Linked DNA regions of Muntiacus reevesi: region 2 is linked to region 1. The links are chromatin contacts, called in public Hi-C maps. All regions are on one chromosome and are shown on one strand. Each heading gives the region's core, a stretch centred on a gene start, on an enhancer-like site or on the middle of the called end of the contact. The rest is flanking DNA. Distances are from core to core; before and after follow the strand shown. Region 1 holds the start of RPS13 (ribosomal protein S13). Region 2 holds the start of NUCB2 (nucleobindin 2).

The links. A called contact is a pair of places that touch in the nucleus more often than the background predicts.
Region 2: a Hi-C map of muscle shows a contact between it and region 1, with 4 times the contacts expected there. The contact joins the promoter of NUCB2 here to the promoter of RPS13 in region 1. A contact is called at or near these places in 2 of 3 Hi-C or Micro-C datasets (blood and muscle).

Annotation. Positions count from the first base shown.
Region 1 is chr9:56,631,293-56,637,069 of mMunRee1.1, forward strand. It overlaps RPS13 (ribosomal protein S13), which reads right to left and starts at 2,844. Exons shown (of 6, transcript XM_065944202.1): 1 at 2,745-2,844; 2 at 2,550-2,598; 3 at 2,302-2,380; 4 at 1,177-1,346; 5 at 752-852; 6 at 66-144. The coding sequence starts at 2,767. The coding sequence ends at 111. LOC136176171 (small nucleolar RNA SNORD14) reads right to left here and starts at 1,591; the gene lies at 1,502-1,591.
Region 2 is chr9:56,831,839-56,837,615 of mMunRee1.1, forward strand. It overlaps NUCB2 (nucleobindin 2), which reads left to right and starts at 3,144. Exons shown (of 17, transcript XM_065944393.1): 1 at 3,144-3,280.

The DNA of each region.
Region 1 (5,777 bases), core at 1,594-4,093:
ACATTAAAGAGATAAACACACAAACAGACAAATTTTCCAACCAAAAAAAAAGTTACAAAACATGGTTCTGTTAAACAATGATTTTTATTGCTTTAGTACAATAGACAAATTTATGCAACCAGGGCAGAAGCTGTGGATGACTCGCTGAAAGAAAAAAAGAAGGGGGGGGGGAAGCTGGATTAATAAAAAAGTCCTCTATATTTATACATAATCTGTTTTTAAAAAATCCCCCATATTCACACAATCTCTGAAAACAGTTATTTCCTAACAGTTAAAAATAAATCCCCAATATATAAAAGGCACTGAACAGCTCAGTTCCTGAAATCAGTTCATTGTGATCAACCATAACATGAAGATGGTCACTCAGGCCTCCAAGAACTGGCCAACATGAAGAAAAACTTTTCTGGTGAAAAGTGCAAATGCTAGGATATTATCATCATAGTGAGCAATCTATGCAAAAATTAAAACAACATAAGCAGCTGGGAACAGAAGAACTTAAATTTTACCCACAATCTGAAAATGATTTAAAGAGCATGTTTGTGCTCTAAATGAGTCTATGGAAGTACCACCCTTTGTATCAACAAAACGCAACCGCTCGACCTGTCTATGGCTGTTTTCTTGCTATTAAGAACTCAAAGACCATATAGGCTCAATCTAAAACATTTATTATCAGTCCTTTTACTATAATTACTAATCTATTTAATACTTGGCCAACTCCTCTTTTTGTTAACAAAAAGGGTTGATAACTTACTATTTCCAGTTGGGGGGCAGGACTCGTTTGGTCTTGTAGTATCTAGCCAACCGGTGAATACGGCTCTCAATCAGAATCAGACGGAATTTAGCATCTTTATCCTAAAAATAAAATTGACAGAATTCAGAATAACCACTTAAAACTAAACATCATTTTTACAGAAGAATGTATAGACACCATGCACATTAATGAAAAATTGCTTAGTGTTGTTTATAGAACCAGAGCCTAGGGTTTGTGTGGCTAGATTAGGTCCTTCAGGGAATTTAGGGAACTAACCCTAACCCCCCCCACCCCCAAAATCTCTTCTGGTGAAACTTTCATTTCAAAGCAAACACTGTGATTTGTTTGTGCCCCTTGGATAATTCCAATCAGAGGCACTATATTTCACTGATATGAATTTAGTACAAGCATTCTCATCCTCTTACCTTTCTGTTCCGCTCAAGATGCTTTCGAACTGCAACGGCTTTCTTAATTAAATGATAGAGATCCTCGGGCAGGTCAGGAGCAAGTCCTTTGGACTTAAGAATTCTCAAGATTTTGTTGCCTGTCACAAAACGTACTTGTGCAACACCATGAGAGTCTCTCAGGATCACACCTGGAAAGGGAGTAATATAAATTCCCACACCAAACATACAAACTGGAGCATGTGATGTCAAGACTGAAATCAAGTCACTTTCCAAGTTTCCTATCTGTAAAACACAGCTTACTTTTTATACATCAGACACCGACGACAGAATGCACAAGCAAAGCTCACTCAGACATCCAAGGAAGGTTTACCCAACACTAAGGAAAACCTTTCTGGTGGAAACTGCGAATGTTGGAAGACCATCATCATAGTGAGCTTGCTAGATTACAGGCCACCAAAAAAAATCAAGGAGTCTTCAAAACAGCATCATCTGACTACCTGACAGTCTCTCTCTCTCTCTCTATATATATACACACACACCTCTTATTATGTATAACATCTCCACTAGACCATAAGCTCAATAGAAGGCTATGGTGCTTTTTTACAATGACTGTATTCTGAAGATCGGGGATCACACAGCTGGCAAACATTTGCAGAATGAAGCCATTTGCACAAACTCACACACAGCTGAGGTTCAAACCACATCTGTGAGAAAGCAGTGAACACTCAGAGCAGCCAGTCCCAGCTCCTCCACTAACAGCTGTGTGATCTGAGGCTTGTTTATACAGCTGCAACGTGCCTCAGTTCCCCCAACTTCGGGAAAACGTCTAGTATTTATTTGAAACTATGGCTGTCAGAATTAACCTAAGTCAAAAAGTGGAAAGCGCTTAAAACCACACACCTAAGAGAGTGCTCAGCCCAAAGAAAATACTCATTAAACTTTGGAGCGCATTTTAATTATTTTACCGTCTTCCAAATAAGAGCTTGAGAGTTCAGCAAAGGAAGCCTGGGCCTCGGTCAACCGTAAAGTCAGGAAAACGAGCAGAAAATTTTCAAAACACATGTGAGACATTTAGCCCCAGTGTTTTTCAGCACGTTACACGCGGTCAGGCGGAAGGGGGTACATTATAACAGACGCACTCACCGATCTGAGAGGGAGTCAGGCCTTTCTTGGCCAGTTTGTAGATCTGCTCCTTCACGTCATCAGAAGTGAGCTTCAGCCACTGTTCGCGGGAGAGAAAGCGGCCTTAGACGAGAAATCGGGGATTGAACCGAAGCGCAGCGGCCTTCTCCACCCTCAAAACCACGCTCATGCACACGTGGTCCCCATCTTCCAAGCAAATGATGGCACCCCCCCTCCAGGCCTCTGCTCGGTACCCGCACGCTACTTACGGTGGGGACGCTGCGGCGGTAGGGCAGAGCCGATTGGGACAAGCCCTTCCTGGAGAAAAAAGCAATATCGGGGTGAGGAAGCAAGCCCCGCCACAGCAACCCCAAACCTTACCCCCTCGACCCGCTGCCTACACTTCTTCCTTTCCCTCCACTCCTAGGCTCAGCCTTGCAACCCGCTCATAAACCCTAGCTCACCCGGGAGCGTGCATGCGACCCATGATGGCGGCGGTGTGGTAGCAAAAGGAGAGAGAGGGTGGGAGAGCCGCAGGAAGCCACCCTCCACGCAGGAAGTTGCCTCACACGTCCTGGCTTCCGCCCCTGCAGGAGGCGGAGCTTCGCTGCGTACTTCCCGGCGTCCTCGTGACTACATATCCCAAAATGCACTTCGACGTGGACTACACTTCCCGGCAGGCACCGGTGTTTGAGTCCGCACTAGGCTGGCGCGGGAAAAAGGATCCGCCTCCAATTTGGGCAGTTGAATCTAGTTGAGTCTCCGGAGATGCTGCTTAGCCGGGATGCTGCGGGAGCACATAGAACTGCAGGAGTTCCCCGGCCTTGGGCAAGGTGGTTATCTGCGTCCCGTGGCCCAGCGAGTTTAGGCGCCAATGTTCATCCATACACTATTGCTCATCCAGTCAGCAGCGTCCAGCCTTGTCTTGACACTAGCTACCTCTGTCCCTCCCCTTAAAATATTCACAAGGGAGAATTCCCTGGCCGCTAGTGGTTATGATACTTGCCCTCACTGCCTAAGGCCTCAGTTGGATACCTGGTCAGGGAACCAAGATCCACCAAGTCTGCAGGGCATGGCCAAAATTAAAAAAAAAAAAAAAAGCTTTAATAAACTTACAATAGCATGACGATAAGGGTTACCCCTAGCCAACTGGTAAGATTTCTTATCTCTAATTGTAATCTTTCAGGGGAGGGGTGCCTGACTACAAGGCACCCCTTGTCTGGTCCTGACCTCTATGTCATTTCACAGTCATTTTACATTTTTTTAAAAATCTCGTACATAATTCCGTCCTCTGCTTTCCCTGTTGGTAACCAAAGTTTGTTTTATATATGTTAGTCAGTTTTATAAGTTCCTTTGTACTTTTTTTAGGTTCCATATATAAGTCAGTTCAGTCGCTCAGTCATGTCAGACTCTTTTGCGACCCCGAGGACTGCAGTACACCAGGCTTCCCTGTCCATTACCATCTCTGGGAGTTTGTTTGAACTCATGTCCATTGAGTTGGTGATGCCATCCAGCCACCTCAACCTCTGTCGTCCCCTTCTCCTGCCTTCAATCTTTCCCAGCATCAGGGTCTTTTCAAATGAGTCTGTTCTTCGCATCAGGTGGCCAAATTATTGAAGCTTCAGCTTCAGCATCAGTCCTTCTAATGAATATTCAGGAGTGATTTCCTTTAGGATGGACTGGTTGGATCTCCTTGCAGTCCAAGGGATTCTCAAGAGTCTTCTCCAACACCACAGTTAAAAAGTATGATTTCTGGGGGCGGTGCTAAGATGGTGGAGGAATAGGACAGGAAGACCACTTTCTCCCCTACAAATTCATTGAAAGAACATTTGAACGCTGAGCAAATTCCACAGAACAACTTCTGAATGCTGGCAGAGGACATCAGGAACCCAGAAAAAGCATCAGTTCTTCAGTGCAACTCTCACATCCATGCATGACTACTGTAAAAACCATAGCTTTGACTAGACGGACCTTTGTTGGCAAAGTAATGTAGTATTTATCTGTCTATAATCTTTAGGTCCATTCGTGTTGCTGAAATGTCATTATTTTATTCTTTTAATGGCTGAGTAATACACACTGGGGCTTCCCTGGTGGTTCAAGCAGTAAAAAGTCAGCCTGCAATGTGGGAGACATGAGCTCAATCCCTGGGTTAGGAAGATCCCTTGGAGAAGAGAATGGCTACCCACTCCAGTATTCTTGCCTGGAGACTTCCATGTACAGAGGAATCTGGCGGGCCTTGGTCCATTGGATCACAAGGTTGGACACAACTGAGCTAGGATGTACACAGCATCTTCCTTATCCATTCATCTGTTGATGGACACTTAGGTTGCAGCCCTGTCTTGCCTCCTGTAAATAGTACCACTCTGGAAAAGGTCAGTTTTCATTTGAATCCCAAAGAAAGGCAATGCCAAAGAATGTTCCAGCTACCATACAGTTGTGCTCATTTTATGTGCTAGCAAGGTAATGCTCAAAATCTTTCAAGCAGTACAGGAACTGAGAGCTTTCAGATGTACAAGCTAGATTTAGAAAAGGTAGAGGAACCAGGGATCAAATTGCCAATATCACAACTTCCATAGGATCATAGAAAAAGGGAATTCCAGAAAAACATTTACTTCTGCTTAAATGACTATTCTAAAGTTTTTGACTGTGTGACTTACAACAGGAAAATTCTGAAAAAGATGGAAATACCACACCACCTCACATATCTCTCGAGAAACCTGTATGCAGGTCAAGAAGCAACAGTTAGAACCGGACGTTAACAACGGACTGGTTCAAAACTGGGAAAGGAATACGTCAAGAGTGTATACTATCACTCTGTTTATTTAACTTATATGTAGAGTACATCTTGTGAAATGCAGGGTTGAATGAAAGATTTCCTGGAGATATATCAACAACCTCAGATATGCAGATAATACCACTCTAGTGCAGAAAGCTAGAAGGAACTAGAGTGAAAGAGGAGAGTGAAAAAGCTGGCTTAAAACTCAACATTCAAATAATTTACGATCATGGCATCTGGTTCCATCACTTCATGGCAAATAGATGGGGGAAAAGTGGAAACAGTGACAGATTTTATTTTCTTGGGCTCCAAAATCATTGCGAACAGTAACTGCAGCCAGGAAATTAAAAGACGCTAAAGAAAAACTCTGACAAACCTAGACAGTGTATTAAAAAGTAAAGACATCACTTTGCTGACAAAGATTCATATAGTCAAAGCTATAGTTTTTCCAGTAGTCCTGGACAGATGAGAGTGGGACAATTAAGAAGGCTGAGTTTCTTTAATTGTGGTGAAGAACTGATGCTTTTTGATTGTGGTGCTGGAGAAGACTCTTGAGTCACTTGGACTGGAGGGAGGTGAAACCAGTCCATCAAAAAGGAAATCAGTGCTGAATATTAATAGAAAGGACTGATGCTGAAGCTGAAGCTCTGGGACTTAGGTCATCTGATGAGAAGAATGGACTCATTGGAAAAGACCCTGATGCTGGGAGGGATTGGGGGCA
Region 2 (5,777 bases), core at 1,894-4,393, 200 kb after region 1:
GCCTGGCCTTTAGGCCGACTGTTGCCCCGCTTTGCATGAATAAAGGTAACCTACTTCCGTTGAGGTCATCTCTCCTTCTTTTCTGCCTCAGCCCAAATTATACCTTACAGGCAGTTGGGTAATTTGGCCCAAAGGCCATAGTTTGCTGACCACTGACCTAGACCATATAAAACTACAAAGTCTTGGTGCCCATGTAGAGTGTACTATTGTTTTCTTCTTTCAGATTACTTACTGTCTCTTGTAAGTATTACTGCCTCCCTCTCTTCCATTCTAAACACAATGAAGAACGTGGCCAGGTTATATCCTGTGGGACCCTAGAAAAAGTGAGAAGGGGAAAGTAGAAGTATTGAAAAGCCAGAATCCCCCTGACACCTTTTTGGTTTTTTTTTTTTCCTGGAGGACCCAGAGTATGGGGGTAGGCTTCACATCAGCTGGTTCTCTGGAGTTGTTTCCCTTTCATTTTCTCCTGGCCTCTAGTAAACTCATTTTGAGCTTTTCACCTGAGTCAAGAAAAATCATGCAATGATATTTTATCCTTGCTTAGACCAGGTTGAGCAATAGCCCCCTGATGGCAGTGGCAGGGTTAATCATAAAGGAGTTCAGAGGTAACAGGTTGGAGGCTTGTAGGGGTGGAGGAGCAGAGAAGTAATGTCTATGAGCATCTCTTCTCTAACAGTTTACATACATCATTTGAACCCTTATAGTAAGTTCACTATTATGATCCCAGGTTACAGATAGAGAAACTGATATCAGTATTTTATCCAACATTAATATATGGGCTATGGACTTACTATTTGCCAAGCACCCCTTTGCTTTACAAATATGAACTCATTTAATCCTCACATGTTTATGAAGTGGGAACTATTATTGCCTCCATGTTATAAATAAGGAAGCTATGCTATGGACAGAGGTTAAGTTACTTGGCAGAGAACACTCAGGTAATAAAGATAGAACCGGGTTTTTAATTCAGGCAGGGTTGGGACCTAGTTTTGACTCCAAAACCTTGTTTTCGTCTTTGAACAGTGCAGTAATGTGTTCTTCTGTCCTCCTCCCCATCAGGAGATTTTCCATTAGTGCTAAAGCCTGAAGTTTGGAGTTTTAACTAATAAATAAAGTAACATTTCCTTATAAGCCCCTCAGCCCACAGTTCCAGGGTTCATGATTAACATTCTTATTTTTCTCTATCACAAAATCACCTTTACTAGTATAGATGCTGTTGCCTGCTTTACAGGCACATGACATACTGAAATATCTTCCTTAGTGATCTCTCCTAATCCTGAATCTTGCTGTTTCGTCTCTGTTTGCCCTGTCTTCCTGTTTTCTTCTTCCTTCACCTCAGAATACTGCGGAGAATATTGCTGACATCTCAGTCACCCAGCTATGGTTCTTTCTTTTTTCATTGTGGTGTTGGACTAATCCAATTTCTTATTTTCCACTGGGTTACTAGATAATAATAATAAATAATATTTATCTTGATAATAGTGTAGAAAATTACCGTATCTTTCAGGGCTTCTCCTTAAAGGGTTTAATTCAAATGTTAGGGCTTAGATCAAGCACAGTGTATTTGGCCCTGGGGCAGATAATGGGTAATAAAAATGTGGAAGATACTTCCTGCTTTTGATGTATTTACAATTTAGTATTTTCCTCAGGGATGGGATGTGGCTTGTCTCCTAATCTAACACTAACATTGGTTACTAGTGATATATTAATATTATCAATACCCTCACATTAGTATTTATATTTTTCAGATAGACATTTAGTGTTCCTACACCATAACTTCTTGAACATCTTTTCTTACTCTAGTGCTTTCATTCTTCAATCTGTCCATCAGAACTGGGTATGATTATTTTCCTTACATTTGCCTCTGCTATTAAACCTTCAGTGGAGGCAGTCACAACATTCTAGGACTTTCATGACAGTAAGGGAGATAGTTTGAGATTTTAAGAAAAGGGACAAGCATTTCCTCCTGAACCTTAAAAAAAGCGGAACTTCTAGGCATTGTTCTACGTGTACAGATGAGAGTTGTGTAAGAAAAGAGATGGCTGGTCTTGGAATCTAGAGAGCTGAATTACAGTCGTGGCTCAGCCACTCACATGAGACGGACTAACATTTATCGAGCATTTACTATGTGCCCGTCACTTTTCTATTTACTTATGCTGTAAAGAGGAGGATACTATTATTATTCTCATTTTACAGACCAGGAAAGTGAGGCACAGAGCGCTTAAGTAACTCGCGGCGAGTCAAAGAATTGGTTTCATGTGGGCAGTTGGGCTCCAAATAGGTGATTTCGCTACTACCCTGTATTATTTCCTGATTAAAAGCAGCTAACATTACTAACATATGCAGCAGGTTCTCTACTGGTTTTCTGGAATCTTATCTAATCTTCACTAACAACTCTGAGATAAACACCATTTTCACAAGCAAGAGAACAGCTTCAGAGAAAGATGCCATTACTTAGCAGACTCAATCAAAAGCAGCCTCGAGGCTCCAAAAGTTTCTCTAATCCTCGAGCCACGAGTATCTTTGAGGATCAGTTTCCCCATCTTTAAAATGATGGGTGTGGAACAGATGTCTCAGTTCTACAAGAAGGAGGGTGAGGAGAAAAGAAAGATACCGCACATGGGTGTGAGAGAAGGTGAAACAAAAAGAAATCAAGCCACAGTGGCCCACGGCATAACAAAACCGGGGTAGGTGAGGTTACAAATACGGGTAAGATTCCCGCCATGGAGGAGGCCCGGGGTGTTAGACCCAAAGGAGGCCTGCGGGCGACAACCGCCCGACCCTCTGTCTCTGACCAGGCTGGGCGCTGCCAGCGCGCACTGGCGGCCGAGGGGTAGGAGACACCTGTTTTTTTTGTCCCAGTCCCGGGTAAGCACCTCACCCACCCAAATCCTGCTCCACAGGATTCTCCATGAAAGCCCTAGAAGGAAGGGGCGCGGCTTCCTAGTCCGCACCGCAGAGCGCCACGTCCCTCTTGGCTCACCCTCCTCGAGGCTCCTACGCCTTAGAGCTCCACACCGCCCGCCCCCTAGCCCTCCGGCGCGGCCTGGTCTCCGCCCTAGCCAATCGGCGCCTTCCACTCCCCCGGTGGGACCAATCAGCGGCTGCCGGGAACCCGGGCTGTCGCCATGGCAATAAGGAGGCGGGAGCGCGCCGTGGGTAGAAGTACAGTGCAGAGCCGGCGGCTGGGGGCTTTAGAGGCCAGCCTGTTCCCTGCAAGCGTTCAGCAGGCGGAGCCTCGCGCTTGGAGACCCGGCTTCGTAAAACTGGCGGCCTCGAGGTGGGTGAGGATCGGGAGGCTGGGGCGGGTCCTGAGATAAAGCTCAGTTCTTCGCCTGCCCTGCCCCAGCAGTGAGGATGGTGGGAGCTCCACCATGGACGGGCACCGTGGGGAGTAGGTTCCAGCTCTAGCTGGAGGCGCGGGGTCCCCTTCTCCGTTCCACTCTCTGCGGGGCACCGGTGCTTCCTTTGGGGTCTATCAAGGGGCAGGCTCTTGGCGAAGAGCAGGCGAGGGGCGGTAAGTGCAGGACCGAGTCCCAGGGTGGACTCCAGCCTGGCCTTGGCAGGGCGATGGGCGAGGGAGGTGCTCACTGGTGAAGAGAGTACACCTACCACTTCCAGGCTGATGCTTACCACATCCCGCGACACCGAGCTAAGCTAGGCCGGTGAATCCTGCTCTTCTCCCGGTTCTGTTAAGCCGGCTGCCGCTGACATCAGGAGAGGAGAAAGTTCGTGCCAGTTGTGGTATTGTCTTCTCTAAGTGACAAATCTTTAGATGTGAGATGGTGGTATGGAGTTTGAGAAAGACGGTACTGTCTTGTTGCACCTGCTAATGATAACTGAGTGACTAAATGTGCTTATTGTTGTGGTTGGTTCTGGGCAGTGGTTTTGGATGACAGTTATTTTTATAAAGTCAAGCAAGAGAGGAAATATGAACTTGAACCATTGAACCATTCTCGTTTCTTGGAGACAGAAACCTCTTGAAAGTCTCAAAGTGTCTACTAAACTGCTAAACTGGATCTGTCCATATACACAATTGAATAAGAATGGTGCCATCTAAGCCTTTTATTAAAGCTATTAAATCCATGGGTGAATATGAACACCAAACTATGTATTACTTTGGTTAGAAAAGGGAGGAGGAGGGAGAAGAGAGGTTAAATGCAATTATATCTGATTGTCAATTTTGTTTGAAGGAAATTGTGGACTTTCCTTATAAGAACTGAATTGATGAGATGGTTCCTTTAAGGAATGGATGAAAAGTAATATGATTAGTGGTATAAGATTTGGATCGGGTAGCTTATAGTGGTTTTTTGTTTTTTGGTTTTTTTTTTGGCAGCCTACTTAAATTACTTAAGATCCTCCCTCATAAATTTGATTGAATAGTGTGAGACTGTCTTCAGATTCTTATCTTGTTCCTCATAGATAGTGCCTTGGATTCATTCAGATTTAAGCCAAGTTGTATTTCTTGTTTTATAAAATTTGAAAACTAAGTTCAACAAATGTTGAACAAACAGATATTTGAACAATTCTTCCTCAGTTAGTAGAGTCCCAAGTTTAAGAAAAACATAGAAATTTAGAATTAGAAATGAAATATCAAATAATATCCCTCTTGTTACTAGGGTGAACATAGGAACTTCTGTTTCTCATCTTGGTCTTGAAACTCCCCATGATCTGCTCCAGCTTTCCAAGATGAGTGAGAAATTCGTTTGTCTCCTTGTAGTTGTCCATGTTGTTCTCCATCTATTCTAGTTTTATCTGCTTTGCAAGGGTGGAGTCCATGTTGCGTTTACATTATCTCTGATTTCCTGAGGGTATTTATTGTTTATACCACACATTTTGTATATACCCTTTCAGTATGCTTTTTGCTAAGTTGATTTGTGCTCTGTAAATGCCAGTTAAAATAACTTGCACAATTAAGGTGATAAAGGTACTCTTCAAAACAGTGGCTATTGATTATGGGCACTAATATAGAGTATAGGTAGCATGCTCGATACCAGTGTCATTTTATTTTGGGGCATATTATATACCTCCTAGATATTCAAACTAATTTTTATGTTATTTAGAATATGCACGTTCTAAGTGTTTTCCACTTTCTAAGGACCGTTTGGGTGACTGAAGTGTGTAAAATACCCTTTTAAGTATTGGGTAGCTGGAGGAATCAAGTGTAAGATTTAAAAATGTATCAAAAATAATTCTTAAATAAATAATCCTCTAAGTATTGTGAGTAGTTGACTATATTTCCGTGATAGATGGTTAGCTTTTTAAAAATAATTGAAGGTCTAAAATGGGGAAACTGTTATTCTTATGCTTAATACATGCAGTTAGTTTATAGACTTTAAAAAACAGGTTTCTAACAATTTCAAATAATTTATTCAAGGAAAAACCTTGATAACTTTAATGACTAATCTAAATTTTCTAAAACCTCCACAAACTGGTAAAAACTATATTTCATTAGAATTAATTCTAAAGGCCAGATTCCAATCCTGGCTCTGCCACGTGATCTTGGCCAAGTCAGTTAACTTCCCTGTGCCTTAAACCTTTTATAAAAGTAGGATCTGAACTGAACCACTTCTAAGATCATTTCTGATTCCAGCATGCTCTGATTTTAAAAATCTAAAGCAACCTAATGAAAAATTAAATAGCAGCTGCATTTCTTTTATTTTTTGGCAGAACTTTTTGACATACTATATTTTAGTTATCTGAAGTACAGTTCTCAGTCGTGTCTGACTCTGCCACCCTGTGGACTGTAGCGTGCCAGGCCTCCCTGTCCATCACCA